3 separate regions of the Mus musculus genome follow, and regions 1 and 3 are each linked to region 2. The links are chromatin contacts, called in public promoter capture Hi-C maps. All regions are on one chromosome and are shown on one strand. Each heading gives the region's core, a stretch centred on a gene start, on an enhancer-like site or on the middle of the called end of the contact. The rest is flanking DNA. Distances are from core to core; before and after follow the strand shown.

Region 1 (3,416 bases), core at 459-2,958, 190 kb after region 2:
CCTCTGTCTCCTAAATACTGGGACTAGAGGTGTGCAGCACCACGCCTGGTCATGAATATTTTTTGAAGTTGTAATATTCAGTGTTGTCAAAGGTTCAGGGCAAGGAACAAAACTTAGTGGCAGAATGTTTGTCCAGCATGTAGAAGGTCCAACATTTGACCTCCGGCCCCACAAAATAAAAAACAGAACACCCTTCTAGGCATTGAGTCATTTTTTCTGTGCATTGTTATAATTATTCTGTGGACCACTTGGCACTATCTATGAAAATGCTTTTCATTTGATGCATCTGAGTGTTTGCCTTCACATATGCCTGTGCATCACATGAGTGCGCTGCCTGCAAAGGAAAGAGGAGGATGGCTGACGTTCTGAGACTGCAGTTACAGATAGCGAGCGGTGAGCTGCCACCTGGGTGCTGGAAATCCAACAGGGTCCTCTGGAAGAGCTGCCAGTGTTCTTAATCACTGGGCCATCTCTCCAGTCCCTATCTGTCTCTCTCTCACACACACACACACACACACACACACACACACACACACACACACACAACCTTTGGATAGACTCTACTCTATAGAACCACACATAAGTTACTCATACTGAGATGTAGGTCCTGTCTATTTTATAATGGGAAAAGAAAGAAAACCTTGGTGGGGAAATCAGTAAGTAATGGTCCTATCCACATCGTCCAGCAATACTAAGAACACCGTGGACTCAGCTGTAAAAGACTAAGATTGCTGTGTCTACTGACGAGGAACCACAGCTACAATATACTGTTGGGCAAGAAAAGCAAGATGTAGAAGACTGTATGACCCTACCAGATAACCGCATGAACATGGAAATGTGGGAAGTTCCTCGGGCTGTTTTCTCTGGCTATTTAAAGAAGACGTGAACTGCACATGTAGGATATAATTTAAAAATTTCCGGGCTGGAGAGATGGCTCAGTGGTTAAGAGCACTGACTGCTCTTCCAGAGGTCCTGAGTTCAATTCCCAGCAACCACATGGTGGCTAACAATCATTTTCAATGAAATCTGATGCCCTCTTCTGGTGTGTCTGAAGACAGCGACAGTGTACTCACATACATAAAATAAATCTTAAAAAAAGAAAAAAAAAAAATTCCAGCCAGGCAAGGTGATGCACACCTTTAATCTCAGCACTTGGGAGGCAGAGGCAGGTGGATTTCTGAGTTCTAGGCCAGCCTGGTCTACAGAGTGAGTTCCAGGACAGCCAGGGCTACTCAAGCGAAACAAAACAAAACAAAACAAAACAAGTTCCAATAAAAAAAAAAAAAAAAGGGCAAGCTGCCAACTCACCCAACAGCTGCTAGAGAAAGAAAGAAATCTGGTGCTCAGATCATTTAACAGGACCCCACTGCTTCCTCAATAGCCACCTGCCTAGGGCAGGATGGAGAGAAACTGCTGGAAGACAGGGAACGACTGTAACACACTGGAAGGCCCCTTTCTAAAATGTCCTTCCTGCTGAAGTTACCCACATAGATAAACCAGGTAAAGAAATATTTGTAACCAAAAATGGTTACATTAAACACAGATGCCCAAGTAGGAAAACATTGACCATGGCAACCCACAAACCAGAAGAGTACAAAGGGCAAAGCAAGATGAAAGACACTAAACCAAAGCACGGAGCAGAGGAGCTGCTGCATGGGCACCCATGGGAGCTGCGCTGCTTTCTGCCAGCTCTGAGACATCCAACCTTTGACCCAGCGATAAAGCAACTGACCGGTCTTGCAAAACACAAATCCCATCCTCGTCAGGTAACAAACACAGCAGTGCGCCTGCTCTCCAGTCAGACAACACCCACTACGGCCTGGCTGCAGGGAAGGACAGCCTAACTTATCCCCAGAATGTCTCTAAACCCTAATTCACTGAAAATATCATTTTACCTCATACAAGAGAGAACCAACTCCCAAAATTGTCCCAGATTTTTGCTCTCTCTCAAAAAAATTAATATATGTAATTTTAAAGATGTTTAAAGGAACATAATTGTTTCTTCCTTTTTCCTTGTACATATTCTCTACTAATACCAAATCCCTGTAAAAAATGATTTTCCAAAAGGTCCAGAAATGGATAAAATAAACTGCTCAAAATAGCTACATTTTGAAAAATATCTGTGTATAACCCACTGAGAAACAGAACAAAGCGGTACTTACCATAGCTTCAACATCAGCCCAGGTTGTATTTTCTGGATCCGAAACCAGAAAGCTTTGAGTTTCATTTTTAAAAGTCACATTTAGAGTAACCTGTGGTTCCATGCTGTCTGGCTGGAGCTGAGAGGACAGGTAGATGAAAGGAAGAGGAAGGGATTAAAAACCCACCCGGAGGCTTCAGCTCTGATATATAAGTTAGACTTGGAAGATCATAGTGAATAAGACAGACAATGTCCCCATGATGACATTACTATCTAGTAATGTGTTTTCTACAAATCTCACTGTTACACAGGATTTTTCCTTCTCAAAAATAAAGACACTAATGCTCAAGATACTGCTATAAAGATCTGCACTTATGTTATAGCTACCACTTATATAGAACTTCTATGTTAGAGAGAAAAGCCAAGTTGGGCACACACCTGTAGTCCCAGTTACTCAGAAGTTGATGCAGGATGGTAATGGAAGTCCAAGAGTTCTAGGTCAGCCTAGGAAACAATGAGATCCTATCTTTAGGATTAAAGAGGTGGGCTGTGGGGAGGGTAAACGGCTGTTGAACGAGTTTAAATTTTATCCACATCAACAAAAACCCCCTTCACATGTTTTAGGTCTCTAAGATTTTTCACTGCCTATTTCAGTGCTTGGATAGTTGAGCATCTGTAGCGTAATCCAGCAAGGTGGATTAACACAGACAAGGGCTCTGCCTTGGGGAGTACAAATAGACGGAATTTCCAATTTTAGGTAAGGAGGTCAAGAATAGCCTGGGTTACAGAATGAACACTAAGTCTCCAGAAAATAAGCAAGCAAACAAACCAACACCAAAACAAAGCAGCAACAACAACAACAATCTACCAGAACCTCTTACAATCACTTATGGGGAATTTTAAAGGTATATAAAAGTAAAGAAAGGAACTTGCTGAGTCCTTTTGGACCTATCAGCTAGCTTCCACAATATCCAACTGGGAGCTAATTTAGTTATCCAGTATTCCTTCCTTTCAGTTGTGTGTGGGGGGCTGCAAATGGAATACAGATGTCTAGACGATAGGGAATCACTCTACCACTGAGCTACACCCTTGTCTCATGACAATGTCTCTCTTGACAAAATATTCATCCTTTCATTCGTAAATATTTATGAGAAAAAAAATGTAAAACCCACCATTATCACACCTAAGAAGCTGGTAATTCTTTAATCACTTATCTATTATTAAAGTCGGTTTGACTTTAATGAAGGACTTTGCTTACTGATGATCTGTGACTTTA
Region 2 (3,448 bases), core at 226-2,725:
ACACACACTGAACTCTAAACAAGCCAAGAGAAACCCCATCTCAAAAACCACAAAAATAAATAAACCAAGAGGTTTCAATCCATCTGCACTCAAATAAGTGCATTTAAACATTTCCATCACTATTCCAAGTACACATGCCTGAGGCTTACAAAGAGCAAACTTCAAATGTGTTTCACAAGACTAGCAGAAGATACACTCCCAGAGGAAGAGGATCCGTGCCCTCACCTGGCGGCTCTGTCAGATGGATCTGCATGACCGTGATCAGGCTAGCGTCCAAATAGTCTGTTTCCGGCTCCTTTGTGTACAGAATTTCCACTGGATAGGTTCGACCTGGGATTGTGAAGATGGGTGCTTCATAGAAGTACTGAGAAAACTTCACCGCATCCAGCGTGGCTGAGGTGACAATCAGCTTCATGTCTTGTCGTTTTTGAACTGTCTAAAGGGAAATGTAAGACAGCTTACTAAAAAAGAACAGCAAAATATCACAGCACATTCAAATCCTAGTCCAGCGTTTACTTAGTTACCTTTTTCAACAATCCAAAGAGCACATCTGTGTGAATGGTCCTCTCGTGTGCTTCATCCAACATAATGATGGCATACTGAGTGAGATCGGGGTCAATCAGGCACTCTCTTAGCAGCATGCCATCTGTCATGTACTTGATGACTGTTTCTGGGCTGGTGCAATCCTCAAATCGAATGGTGTAGCCCACCTACAGCAGGACAGAAGGAAACGCAAGACACAGGGTCTCTTTGTGAAATCACCAGACTGGCCTGTAGTGACAATTTTAGAATTCTGGTTTCTTTTAAAAATACAGAAATAGGGCTGGTTCAGCGGTTAGGAGCACTGACTGCTCTTCCAGAGGTCCTGAGTTCAATTTTTAGCACCCACACGGTGGCTCCCAAACACCTGTAATAGGGTCTGATGCCCTCTTCTGGTGTGTCTGAAGAGAGCGACAGTGGACTCATATTAGATAAATAAATAAATAGATACATAAATCTTTAAAAAAAAAACAGAAATATTGTAATATTATGTTTTCATTTTAATCCCAGCTGTGGGCTATGGGGCTACTTCAAATTGTCCACAAAAGTTGATGATTTGCCTCGTACTCTAGCAGGGCCACGATTGTGCCTGATGCTTGAAATGCTGGGGACTTTTCAGAGGATACATAAATGCTACGGCTCAGAATGGTGCTGGCTGTTGGTCACAGGACAGCTACCTTAGTAGATATCCTAACAGCAAAGATCCAACTTGCCCCACGGAACTGAGTCCCCTAAGCAGCAGGACACAGTCTAATGATAACATCACCCCTGACAGACCCTGATTATACTGAGGGATCTTTCTACCCACCATTTTTCTTTCTAATCTAGTGTTACAAGGTTTAAATGGTGGAAGAAAGACCCCACAAAGAAGCAAACGTAAGCTGGACTGACCTTCACAGTCCTGGTAGAGAGGAAATTACAGGTCACAGAGGTTTCCACTGGTAAACTCTGCCCTGCTCTGGACTTTAGCCTGAATTATTTGTTGACAATGAAAATCTGCCTCCTTTGGGAGAAATCTAAAAAGATGTAATAATATTCTCATTTTATAGATAAATTATCTGGGACTATTTTTCTTCTGGTTCACACAGCAGCTTCTCCGACCACTCACCTCTTGACCAAGGCAACAACCAAACTCTTCTGAGACTCTTTTGGCCACAGACATAGCTGCCACTCTTCTGGGCTGGGTACACCCAATCTTGCCCCTGGAAGTATAGCCTGCCTCTGCCAGGTACTGGGTGATCTGTGTTGTCTTCCCAGACCCTGTCTCTCCAATTACAATTAGGATCTGATTGTCATGCACAGCCTGAAAGAAGCGTAATGTAAATGTATTTGTTAACATTTGCCACAGGAGCTGGAGAGCTGGCTCAGCCATTAAGAGCACTGGACTCTCATAGAAGACCTGGTTTCCAATCCCAGCATCCACATTACAGCCCAGTAGTCCTAGTGCTCTCTTCTGACTTCTTCAGGCAACAGGCATGCACATGCTGCAGACACACACACAGGCAAAACTAGGATATATGAGACTATCTTAGAAAACTAAAAGAAAGGGCTGGGGAAATGTAGCTCAATTGGGAGAATATTGACCAGCTTGCTTCCTAGTACTATGTAGTGGTACACACCCATAATTCTAAACTAAGGCAGGAATATTTGTAGTTCAAGTTCATTAGACCTATTTAAAAAAAATCTTCATGGCAGGTGTGGTGCTCACAACTGCATCACAGCCCGGGGGAGGCTGAGGGAAGAGGATGGTCATCATTAGTTTGAGGCCCGTCTGGGACACAGAGCTCCCATCAGCCTGTGCTACCTAGAACGAAGTCATGCCTAAAAAAGATCAAATAAGGAGCCAGTGAGACGGCTCCATGCTAAAGATGCTTCAACACAAGCCTGAGTCTGACCCATGTACAGGTAAAGACACTCAACACACAAAACGTCCTCTGACCCAATCACATGCCATGGCCCCTAAATCGCACACATATGTAAGTAAACGCACAAACACACAGACAAATAAATAATAGAAAGTCTGGGGATATAGCTTAGTAGAACAGTGCTTGATCAGATTTGAGCTCCAGCACCCCAATATACACCCCATCCCTCACCCCAAAATGGCCTCTTACCTGCACCAGCTGCTCCTTCAGTTTGTAGATGGGCAGGCTCTCTCTCTGCTCAAGGATTGACATCTGGGTCTTCTTCCCATAAGAAGCTTTGTTGCCCCCAAAGGCATGCTTCTTCCACTCAGGAATGTCGTTGGGCATCATCCCAATCCCCCTCATGTTGGCAGCGATCTGCCTGCCTTCCGCTGAAAGGAAAACAAATTTAGTTCTGTCTCAGGCTACGGCTATATACCATTTTTCTCAAGTGTTAGCTCAGTGGCTTCTAATACACTCCCAAAGCTGTGCAGCCATCACCACCACCTAATTTTACAATGTCTCCATCCCTCCAAAAGAAACCTCTTTCCCCTTTTGCCTTCGCTGGTCTGCTTTCTCTCTCTCAAGCTGGCACACTCTGGATACCTCCTACAGTGTGTGGTGCTTTGAACCTGGTTCCTTCCACCTGCTTTAATGTTTTCAAGGTTAACCCAAAAATTTGTGGCCTGAATTAGGAGCAAAAGAATGAGCAAGCTAAAGAGAATTTTGGTGGGCTGGAGAGATGGCTCAGTGGTTAAGAGCACCGACTGTTCTTCCAAAGGGCTTGAGTTCAAATCCCAGCCAACCACATGGTGGCTCACAACCATCCGTAATGAGATCTGATGCCCTCTTCTGGTGTGTCTGAAGACACATACAGTGTACTTACATATAATAAATAAATCTTTCAAAAAAAAAAGAGAGAGAATTTTGGTGGCTCTCTCAAATATGAAAATGTCACAAATGTGTTGACAAAAACACCTGTGAAAACATACTTCAGTCTCAGG
Region 3 (3,144 bases), core at 515-3,014, 230 kb after region 2:
ACAGCCTGGCATAGCAGTGAGCCAGCAGAGCAGATGGGCTGCAAGTAAAGGAACATGTAACGACAGGCAGGTTCCCAGCACTGGGGAAAAGGTAGGTCCAAACGCTGACTCCCTTAGTGATAGAGAGAAGTGGACTCACCCGCAAAGTCTGTGCCCTGAGAATTCTGGAGCTACCACCGATGTTCCTTGGATAACACTAAATAGCAGCGTTCAGAAAGTTAATGAGTGGTTTTCCAGAACTGGTGAAATGTTAACTTCTGACAGCGCATCTGCCAGGAGGCACGAGTCAAATGCTGAAGCAGCTGTTGTGTTGGAAGTTTCAAACGAAGTGGATGGGGGTTTTAGTTCTTCAAGGAAAACAGACTTAGTAACCCCCGACCCCCATCATACTTTAATGTGTAAAAGTGGAAGAGACTTCTCCAAACCAGTAGAGGATAATATCAGTGATAAAATATTTGGGAAATCCTATCAGAGAAAGGGAAGCCGCCCTCACCTGAACCATGTGACTGAAATTATAGGCACATTTATTACAGAACCACAGATAACACAAGAGCAGCCCTTCACAAATAAATTAAAACGTAAGAGAAGTACATCCCTTCAACCTGAGGACTTCATCAAGAAAGCAGATTCAGCAGGTGTTCAAAGGACTCCTGACAACATAAATCAGGGAACTGACCTAATGGAGCCAAATGAGCAAGCAGTGAGTACTACCAGTAACTGTCAGGAGAACAAAATAGCAGGTAGTAATCTCCAGAAAGAGAAAAGCGCTCATCCAACTGAATCATTGAGAAAGGAACCTGCTTCCACAGCAGGAGCCAAATCTATAAGCAACAGTGTAAGTGATTTGGAGGTAGAATTAAACGTCCACAGTTCAAAAGCACCTAAGAAAAATAGGCTGAGGAGGAAGTCTTCTATCAGGTGTGCTCTTCCACTTGAACCAATCAGTAGAAATCCAAGCCCACCTACTTGTGCTGAGCTTCAAATCGATAGTTGTGGTAGCAGTGAAGAAACAAAGAAAAACCATTCCAACCAACAGCCAGCCGGGCACCTTAGAGAGCCTCAACTCATCGAAGACACTGAACCTGCAGCGGATGCCAAGAAGAACGAGCCAAATGAACACATAAGGAAGAGACGTGCCAGCGATGCTTTCCCAGAAGAGAAATTAATGAACAAAGCTGGTTTATTAACTAGCTGTTCAAGTCCTAGAAAATCTCAAGGGCCTGTCAATCCCAGCCCTCAGAGAACAGGAACAGAGCAACTTGAAACACGCCAAATGTCTGACAGTGCCAAAGAACTCGGGGATCGGGTCCTAGGAGGAGAGCCCAGTGGCAAAACCACTGACCGATCTGAGGAGAGCACCAGCGTATCCTTGGTATCTGACACTGACTACGACACTCAGAACAGTGTCTCAGTCCTGGACGCTCACACTGTCAGATATGCAAGAACAGGATCCGCTCAGTGTATGACTCAGTTTGTAGCAAGCGAAAACCCCAAGGAACTCGTCCATGGCTCTAACAATGCTGGGAGTGGCACAGAGGGTCTCAAGCCCCCCTTGAGACACGCGCTTAACCTCAGTCAGGAGAAAGTAGAAATGGAAGACAGTGAACTTGATACTCAGTATTTGCAGAATACATTTCAAGTTTCAAAGCGTCAGTCATTTGCTTTATTTTCAAAACCTAGAAGTCCCCAAAAGGACTGTGCTCACTCTGTGCCCTCAAAGGAACTGAGTCCAAAGGTGACAGCTAAAGGTAAACAAAAAGAACGTCAGGGACAGGAAGAATTTGAAATCAGTCACGTACAAGCAGTTGCGGCCACAGTGGGCTTACCTGTGCCCTGTCAAGAAGGTAAGCTAGCTGCTGATACAATGTGTGATAGAGGTTGTAGGCTTTGTCCATCATCTCATTACAGAAGCGGGGAGAATGGACTCAGCGCCACAGGTAAATCAGGAATTTCACAAAACTCACATTTTAAACAATCAGTTTCTCCCATCAGGTCATCTATAAAAACTGACAATAGGAAACCTCTGACAGAGGGACGATTTGAGAGACATACATCATCAACTGAGATGGCGGTGGGAAATGAGAACATTCTTCAGAGTACAGTGCACACAGTTAGCCTGAATAACAGAGGAAATGCTTGTCAAGAAGCCGGCTCGGGCAGTATTCATGAAGTATGTTCCACTGGTGACTCCTTCCCAGGACAACTAGGTAGAAACAGAGGGCCTAAGGTGAACACTGTGCCTCCATTAGATAGTATGCAGCCTGGTGTCTGTCAGCAAAGTGTTCCTGTAAGTGATAAGTATCTTGAAATAAAAAAGCAGGAGGGTGAGGCTGTCTGTGCAGACTTCTCTCCATGTCTATTCTCAGACCATCTTGAGCAATCTATGAGTGGTAAGGTTTTTCAGGTTTGCTCTGAGACACCTGATGACCTGCTGGATGATGTTGAAATACAGGGACATACTAGCTTTGGTGAAGGTGACATAATGGAGAGATCTGCTGTCTTTAACGGAAGCATCCTGAGAAGGGAGTCCAGTAGGAGCCCTAGTCCTGTAACCCATGCATCGAAGTCTCAGAGTCTCCACAGAGCGTCTAGGAAATTAGAATCGTCAGAAGAGAGCGACTCCACTGAGGATGAAGATCTTCCCTGCTTCCAACACTTACTGAGCAGAATAAGCAACACACCTGAGCTTACCAGATGCAGCAGTGCTGTGACACAGCGTATGCCAGAGAAAGCGGAGGGGACCCAAGCACCATGGAAGGGTAGCAGCAGTGACTGCAATAATGAGGTGATCATGATAGAGGCATCTCAGGAGCATCAGTTTAGTGAGGATCCAAGATGCTCTGGCAGCATGTTCTCTTCACAGCACAGTGCTGCCCAAGGGTCAACTGCAAATGCAAACTCCCAGGATTCCAATTTTATTCCACCTTCCAAACAGAGGAGTCACCAGTGTGGGAATGAGGAAGCTTTCCTAAGTGACAAGGAATTGATTTCAGATAACGAGGAAATGGCAACTTGCCTAGAAGAGGATAATGACCAAGAAGAGGATAGTATAATCCCAGATTCAGGTAGTTTTGTTGGTTTATTTGCCCCAGTCTACAGAAGTGGGCTGAACATACACAGTCAAATCTCCTTCTTGGGGCTAGA

What was found. Capture Hi-C pulls out chosen DNA fragments and counts their contacts.
Region 1: a promoter capture Hi-C map of liver shows a contact between it and region 2. The contact joins two enhancer-like sites. A contact is called at or near these places in 5 of 484 Hi-C or Micro-C datasets (CD4 single positive thymocytes, embryonic stem cells, nephron progenitors and 2 more), 1 of 115 datasets of contacts at active chromatin or transcription factors (embryonic stem cells) and 3 of 9 other capture datasets (adipose tissue, liver and pancreatic islet).
Region 3: a promoter capture Hi-C map of liver shows a contact between it and region 2. The contact joins two enhancer-like sites. A contact is called at or near these places in 7 of 484 Hi-C or Micro-C datasets (embryonic stem cells, epiblasts and stem cell-derived primordial germ cell-like cells), 3 of 115 datasets of contacts at active chromatin or transcription factors (all in embryonic stem cells) and 3 of 9 other capture datasets (adipose tissue, liver and pancreatic islet).

The regions. Positions count from the first base shown.
Region 1 is chr11:101,555,038-101,558,453 of GRCm38.p6, reverse strand. It overlaps Nbr1 (NBR1, autophagy cargo receptor), which reads right to left. Exons shown (of 24, transcript NM_008676.3): 3 at 2,579-2,644; 4 at 2,163-2,279. The coding sequence starts at 2,264. Among named protein-coding and RNA genes, the nearest start is that of Nbr1, 4.1 kb to the right of the region's middle. Within about 2 kb of position 1,708, at least 11 of the 459 cell types and tissues checked have an H3K27ac peak or open chromatin away from gene starts, as enhancers often do. A contact at or near this core is called in liver, where this site is marked.
Region 2 is chr11:101,749,273-101,752,720 of GRCm38.p6, reverse strand. Dhx8 (DEAH (Asp-Glu-Ala-His) box polypeptide 8) reads right to left here. Exons shown (of 23, transcript NM_144831.2): 12 at 2,655-2,836; 13 at 1,649-1,843; 14 at 525-710; 15 at 226-436. Among named protein-coding and RNA genes, the nearest start is that of Dhx8, 18 kb to the right of the region's middle. Within about 2 kb of position 1,475, at least 2 of the 459 cell types and tissues checked have an H3K27ac peak or open chromatin away from gene starts, as enhancers often do. A contact at or near this core is called in liver, where this site is marked.
Region 3 is chr11:101,523,246-101,526,389 of GRCm38.p6, reverse strand. Brca1 (breast cancer 1, early onset) reads left to right here. Exons shown (of 23, transcript NM_009764.3): 10 at 1-3,065. Among named protein-coding and RNA genes, the nearest start is that of Brca1, 27 kb to the left of the region's middle. Within about 2 kb of position 1,764, at least 7 of the 459 cell types and tissues checked have an H3K27ac peak or open chromatin away from gene starts, as enhancers often do. A contact at or near this core is called in liver, where this site is marked.